Regions from separate parts of the Ovis aries genome. Here region 2 is linked to region 1. A link is a contact called in public Hi-C data. All regions are on one chromosome and are shown on one strand. The core of a region is the stretch at or near the end of the contact, and the rest is flanking DNA. Distances in the headings are between cores, read along the strand shown. Region 1 holds the start of ENO4 (enolase 4). Region 2 holds the start of SHTN1 (shootin 1).

Region 1 (3,133 bases), core at 220-2,719:
TGGGCGCTGCATTCACTTATTCATCGTGAGTGTCCACTATGCACTCTGCTAGGTACTAGGGACACAGGCCTGGTTTGATTTCTGTCATTCACAATGTTCCTTGAGAAACAATTCTAAATTCACTGGGATACGGTTCCTTTATTTGTAATACGGAATCATAAGGTTTACTTCACCGTGGTCCTAGGGATGAAGTGATATCACAGTAACCACATAACACAAGGTGCGTCGATAACACCCCCCCCCCATTTGATGTATTGGCCAAGACCGAAAAAAACAAATATTTGTGGAACATCCCCTATATTAACTGCCCTGACAAGATGTGATTTTGAACCCTGTAGACACATTGCTTCTTCACTGCACTTACATTCTCCGCTTGGTGTTGTCTTTCTGCCTCACTGTAGTGCGAACCCCTACCAGTTCCAATCCTGATACCTTTCAGAAGGTGGGTGTTGGTTAGTACTTACGAGTTTGGAAGTGAGAAAACGCCTGCCTTTGTTTCAACTGCCCACGGCTTTAAAACTAAATATGCACCAGATGGTGCGCTGAGCAGAGGAGCTAAGGGGTATGTGAAAAGACGAACCCCCGCCCCGCCGCCCCCACCCCTCTCCACAGGAGCTCACAAGCTGCCTAAGGAGGGTTTCAACACAAAATAGGGGATGCTACAAGGCCGCTGCAGGACGATCAGTCCAGGGCGAAGGGGGGCAAGACTTTGATCTGAATTTGAAGTTTAGGTGAGAGCTGGTCAGGTGAGACCGGCATCCCCGGAGCGCACGCGGGGCCCACAACTCAAGGAGCCGAGGTTTGAAATCGACCGAAACTTGGAAGCGATGGGAGCCTGCTGGGTACGAGGCCCCAGGGTGGGCTGAAGGCTACGCTGTAGCGAAAGCCAACGGCGTTCGCTCCGTGGTCAAAAGGAGGCCGCTGAAGGTTGGTAAACTGAGCTATGAGGTATAAAAGACTGTGATTAAAGGAGAAAACTGGCAGCCGGACAGGTCCGCCCCGAGGTAGTGAGGATGCCTGCCAGCCCCTGAGCTGTCGCGCCGTAGCTACAAATCCGCCCAGAGCCCTCCTTCCTCCAGCAGTTTCCAGTCCACCACTTTCTTCCTCGAGATTCCTTTAGCCAGGTTTCCACTCCGCTTCTTCCCTTCAGGGTACCGGCGCCGCGTCAACCCAGCCGGGTCCCAGCGGCGGCGCGCGTGCGCGACTCTGCGGCGCAAGCGCCCCGCGTTGCCGCAGCGCAGGGCGGGGGGAGAGAGGCTGGAGGGAAGAGGGTTCTGGTCCCAGGTCCCTACCAGGTGCCCGTAGACGTCGGCAGGCTGGAGGTAGAAGGTGGAGTTGAGCAGCTCTTCCAGCCTGCGCGGAACGTCGTTCTCGCGGTAATACTCCATCGCCTGCTGCTTCAGCTTCTGCAGCTCCCTAGTGGTCCCACAGCTGCGGCCGCCGCCTTCTTCCCCCATGGTAGGAGATTTAAGGCTACAAGCGGGGGTTAGCCTGGGGGCCCGCGAGCGTCCTCCCTGTCGCTAGGCAACGCAGCGAGAATCCCGACCTCAGATCTCGCGAGGCTTCCTGGCTTGGGTTCTTCCCGCTTGCGGCAGACGCGAATGGCTCTTGCGCCCTCCTCTTTCCCTATCCCTGAGGTTTTGACCCCCCCGGGTTTTGGGCTTATTTACTCTTGAGACAAGCGCCGACCTGGCGTCGTTTTCCAGGACGTGTTTCCCTGACGGTTTTCAGATGGGAAAACGGTTAACACTCTCACGAAGCGCTTTTTGCGGAGACGTGAGAGAGGGTTAGCCCCTCCGCTTCCAGCTGGGGACTCGAACCCCGGGTGGCGCCAGTTCTCAGGTGGCCCTGGGACTCGGGCCATCAGGCCTTCCCCACTTTCCCCCTCGTTCCTCGCGATCAGGGAGCTCTTCCGGGCCGGGCGGCGGCCTGTGCCGGCCCCCTCTCCTGTGGAGGGTGTAAGAACGCTGGGTGTCCTTCCCTAAGCTGTAGAGGACTCCGCAGTTCCTTCCTTCGGCTGATGTTTACCTGCCCTGAGCCGAGCAGTGTGCTGGCTGTGGATACCGCGATGTCCAGCAGAGAACCGGCTACTCGCCCTTCTCTGGGAGATTAGTGAGGTGAAATTTTACCGTAGAAGGAAGAACAGTGCCCCCCCCCCCCGAATTTGGGATGTACCTTAAGGACCGGGCGTAGGGTGGAGGTGTTAACAGGCAAGACTTGAGGAGGAGAAGCAGGAATGGAGAACTGTCATTGGGTCACGTTCCTTCTCCAGAACCTTCTTCAAAGGCTGCCTGCGTCCTGCCCCTTTTAAATCCAGACTGCCTGCTTGGCTTCATTACACCTGCCAGGTGTCACATGCACTTATACAGCTTCTTAGTGTGCGCCCTCTGTTCTAGATTCTTCTGTTGCAGATAAGGGCTGAGATGGACCCGGTGTCCTTGTTCCCCTCTGTCCTTGTACCTGGCCTAAGCAGACCATTCAAAACATTCATCCTGCACTTTTGCTCGTCTGGAAAACAATCTTAACTACTCTGCTACTAACTACTAACTAATCTTAACTATTCTAACTCACAAGTCAGAATAAAATGAGAAAGTGAGTGAGAAAACACTTTGAAACAAGATAGTTATTTGCAATAGAGGTCGTTATTTGTATAAAAATAAAGTGATTTTATAAATATTGTTAAAGAACCCAGAGGTGTATCTCCTTCTGAACTCTGGGTGTTTTCTCCAGTTCTCTAATGCAGGAGTCCCCAACGTCTGGGATCTAATGCCTGATGATCTGGGGTGGAGCTGAGATAGAAATAATTGAAACAAAGTGCACAATAAATGTAATGTGCTTGAATCACCCCAAAACTTTCCCCCCACCTCTAGTCCGTGAAAAAATTGTCTTCCACAAAACCTCTCCTTGGTGCTAAAAGGTTGGGAACTGCTGCTAATGGAACATCTCACTTTCTGGGTTGTGATTGATCATCATGGGCCTACCTTGTCCTTGGTAGATGGAAATCCCTCCATAGTGAAGCCAAGTCTGAGTCATCTTCACAAGTACAGCAGAGCCTGGGCCTCCCACAGGGACAGAACATGTCCTCTGCTGAATAGGTGTTGAGAGAACTTTTACTCAAAATAAGCTATTGCTG
Region 2 (3,133 bases), core at 447-2,946, 140 kb before region 1:
TTTTAATTCACTCTATTTAAAAACACTGTGCTGCCTTTTTTAGATCATTCTAACACTAAATCACTCATGCTAAAATGTTATATTGCCTTTTTAGAAAAAGAGGAAGTAGTGCTACCATCTTTTTCCAGTTTGTTTTGAATTAGAATTTGGGAGGAGTATCAGACAGATACTAGTTACAGTATTTACCTGTATTCTAGCACTCCTCCACCATCCATCATGGAGGTCCATTCTGTAAACAGAGTTGGGTATTTACATAAAATAGCAAGTGAGGAATGAGCAGAAGCACTGTGCAGGTGTAGAACCTATATGAAGAGCTTTGAGATAGTGAAAGAACTCAAGATGTGTAGTGAGCCTAATTGAGTTTGGATTTACTTTGTATACTTAATTATTACTGTAAAAGTGCCTGTGCCCATTTTAGCATCCACAACACTTTGTTCACAGAGCTGTAAACTTTTTTTTTTTTTTTTTTAAAAGAACACCTAGTGTATGTCAAATTATGGATGTGGCGCTTTGTGTATCTTCCTCTCCTTGTTGAACACTTAACAACTCTTCCGGGAGAGTGGATATTCGTATTATTTCCTTTTTTTTTTTCAGATGAAGTTCAAAGAGATCAGGAAACTTGACTAAGGACTGGCTGCTGGGGGTAGGGGAGAGCCATTTTGAAATCTGGCAGGCCTACCACCCCTCTTTTGGTCAGGCTCGAACCCAGAGCTGGGTTCAAACAGAGGAGAAGGTAGTCAAACGTCACCAGCCTCTGATGTCAGGCAGCTGTGTGGCCTTAGGCATTCGGACTGCAGTGGCCTCTAACCTGAAGAGATCTTTCCACTACAGACCACATGATTTGCAGGGCCTGGCAATCTGCGGGCTGCAGGGCTCAGTTTTGACCATTTCTAAAACCGAGTGCAGGTGGGGGAAGCCAGCCCAGGAGCCAGGAGCAGTTAACTAATTTACCACGCCCTCCCTGGCTCACTGTGTACCTTACCCGTCTGGTCTGTTTCAATATCTGTACGCTTTGCAAAATGCCAAATGTACAACACAGAGCCTGCTCCCAGGGGAAGAGGGAGGAAACCTAGGTTTGTCTACACGGAGCCCCCACCCCCAGGGTCCACTATGCAAGAACTGGGGAAGAATCTGGGTGTTTATTAGCTCATTACGTCTCGCTCTCTGCATTATCAGCAGTTCGTGGGGAGAGGCCTTTGACAGCATTCAAAGTGGGCTTCTCATAGACGCCGCAGACCCAGGGCAGGCTTCCTCCAGAACACGCGCCTGGCCGGGGGTGGGGGTGAGGGTCCAAAAGGAGGGTGGTGGCGGAGAAGGGGGGTGCAGGCGGAGACGGCGGGGGGGTGGGGGTGTGCAGGAACCAGCCAGCGCCACCTCAACGCAGGGCCCGCGCACGCCCTCCCGCCCGCGCATCCTGCGGCGCCGGCCTGGGCGGCGGAGGAAGCCGAGCGCGTCGGCGGCCGCCGCGGGCTAGCACGGTAGACGGTCCCGTGGTCACCGAGGGTGCCTCCGGCGTCCCCACCCTTCCCCGCTGCCCCCGCGGCTGCCGGCCTGTCTCCGCCCCCCTCCCCGCCTCTCCGCCGGCCGGCAGGTAAAGCCGCTGAGGCCGCGGAGTAGGTGCGCTGGGATGATCTCACCCGCGCGCCCCGCGCCTGCAGGAGGAGGAGGAGGAGGAGGAGGAGCGGGAGCAAATCCAACTTCCGGGTAGCGAAGCCGCCCGCCAGCGGCATCTTGCTTTTTTCTTCCCCCCGACCCCCTACACCCCTGCTGCACCCCCTCTCTTCTCCCTCCTTTCCTTTTATTCCCGGCCCCACCTGCCAAAATGAACAGCTCGGAAGAGGAGAAGCAGCTGCAGCTCATCTCCAGCCTGAAGGAGCAAGGTAGGCGGGCGCGTAGCTGCCAGGTGCTGGCGGTCGCGGCCCGTGGGCGGGGATGGCTCTGGGGCGCCGGGTGCGGAGCGGGTGGAAGCTGGGCGGGAGGGGTCGCGGCCGCCACCGCCACCGTCACCGTCACCCCTAGTAGCTCCGTCACCCCGGGGAGAGGCGTCCGCCGCGCCCCCCGCGCTTGAGCCCCGGGGCAGAGGGTTAATGTGCCTGTGCCTGGAGGGTCGCGCCGGGCCGTGCGGGAAGCGCTTCCCCGTTGGTGGCTTTAGCTGGAGATGGGGGTTTAGGGAAAGGGACGGGGGTTCGGCGCGGACACGGCCCCACGGTCCCCCCAGTGCCACGCGGGAGAGGCGAGTGGGGCTGGTTGTCGAGGAGAGGGCGCAGTGTGGGCAGCTCCGCTGGCGTGTCTCCGTGGCCGCGGCCCCACCCTTGCACATTGGCGCTGGGAGGCCTGCCGCGCGGTTTGACAGCCTTTCTCCAGCTTTTCATTCTGGTTTGGCCTAGTTCCTCTTTCCTTCCGCAGCTGGGATTTGCAGGCCACGGTGTGCTTTATCGCTTCCCATTTCTAGCAGTGGATTCGACAGTGAGGCCGCACCCTGATGGTGTAGGGCTTCTTGATTTAGGACTTGGCTCTGGTTCGCAGAAAAGCCAGGCCTTGTAACCTGCGTTTCTACACTGCCGGGTAACTAGATGCAGAACTGTTTTAATATCCTAAGAAGTAACAGTTTTAGTCAGTCGTTTTCATCGCTTCGCCACACGTCTGAACAAAGCCAAATTAAGATCCATGTGAACCGAACACCTTTTCAGCTTAAAATGATTATGTCCCGACCAGAGGTCCCTGAGAATGCAGGTCAAGAAAGAGAGAAACCATACAGATTTAGGAAGTAAAAATGTGTGGGAACATACTTTTTTTTTCTGAATAACTTGCTGACACGACCAGGTCGTGGAAGGGGCCCGGCTCTGTGGTGAATCCTGGTGTTTAGTCCCAGCTTTTTCACTTCTCTTGACTCAACTCACCAACTCTGTGAACTTGGGAGAGTCACTTCTCTTTTATAGATCTTATGGTTAATCAAGGCTTACTTGACTACAGGCAGGAGCTAAACCAGATGATGTCATGAGATCTGTCCAGTACTAAGACCTGTTGCTCCCTGAGATCACAAACAAGCTGTTTGTAGGGTATATGGATCCCTTTGGGGTCCACATTCCTGAAAACAAATCTCATCATGACTGTTTAGTAACTGGGTGACCTT

What was found. A called contact is a pair of places that touch in the nucleus more often than the background predicts.
Region 2: a contact with region 1 is called in a Hi-C map of hypothalamus, with 2.6 times the contacts expected there. The contact joins the promoter of SHTN1 here to the promoter of ENO4 in region 1. A contact is called at or near these places in 2 of 16 Hi-C or Micro-C datasets (hypothalamus and liver).

The regions. Positions count from the first base shown.
Region 1 is chr22:36,772,571-36,775,703 of ARS-UI_Ramb_v3.0, reverse strand. It overlaps ENO4 (enolase 4), which reads right to left and starts at 1,469. Exons shown (of 12, transcript XM_060404740.1): 1 at 1,293-1,469. The coding sequence starts at 1,457. HSPA12A (heat shock protein family A (Hsp70) member 12A) reads left to right here and starts at 1,302. Exons shown (of 13, transcript XM_027960462.2): 1 at 1,302-1,458. The coding sequence starts at 1,456.
Region 2 is chr22:36,916,244-36,919,376 of ARS-UI_Ramb_v3.0, reverse strand. SHTN1 (shootin 1) reads left to right here and starts at 1,696. Exons shown (of 15, transcript XM_015103436.3): 1 at 1,696-1,880. The coding sequence starts at 1,823.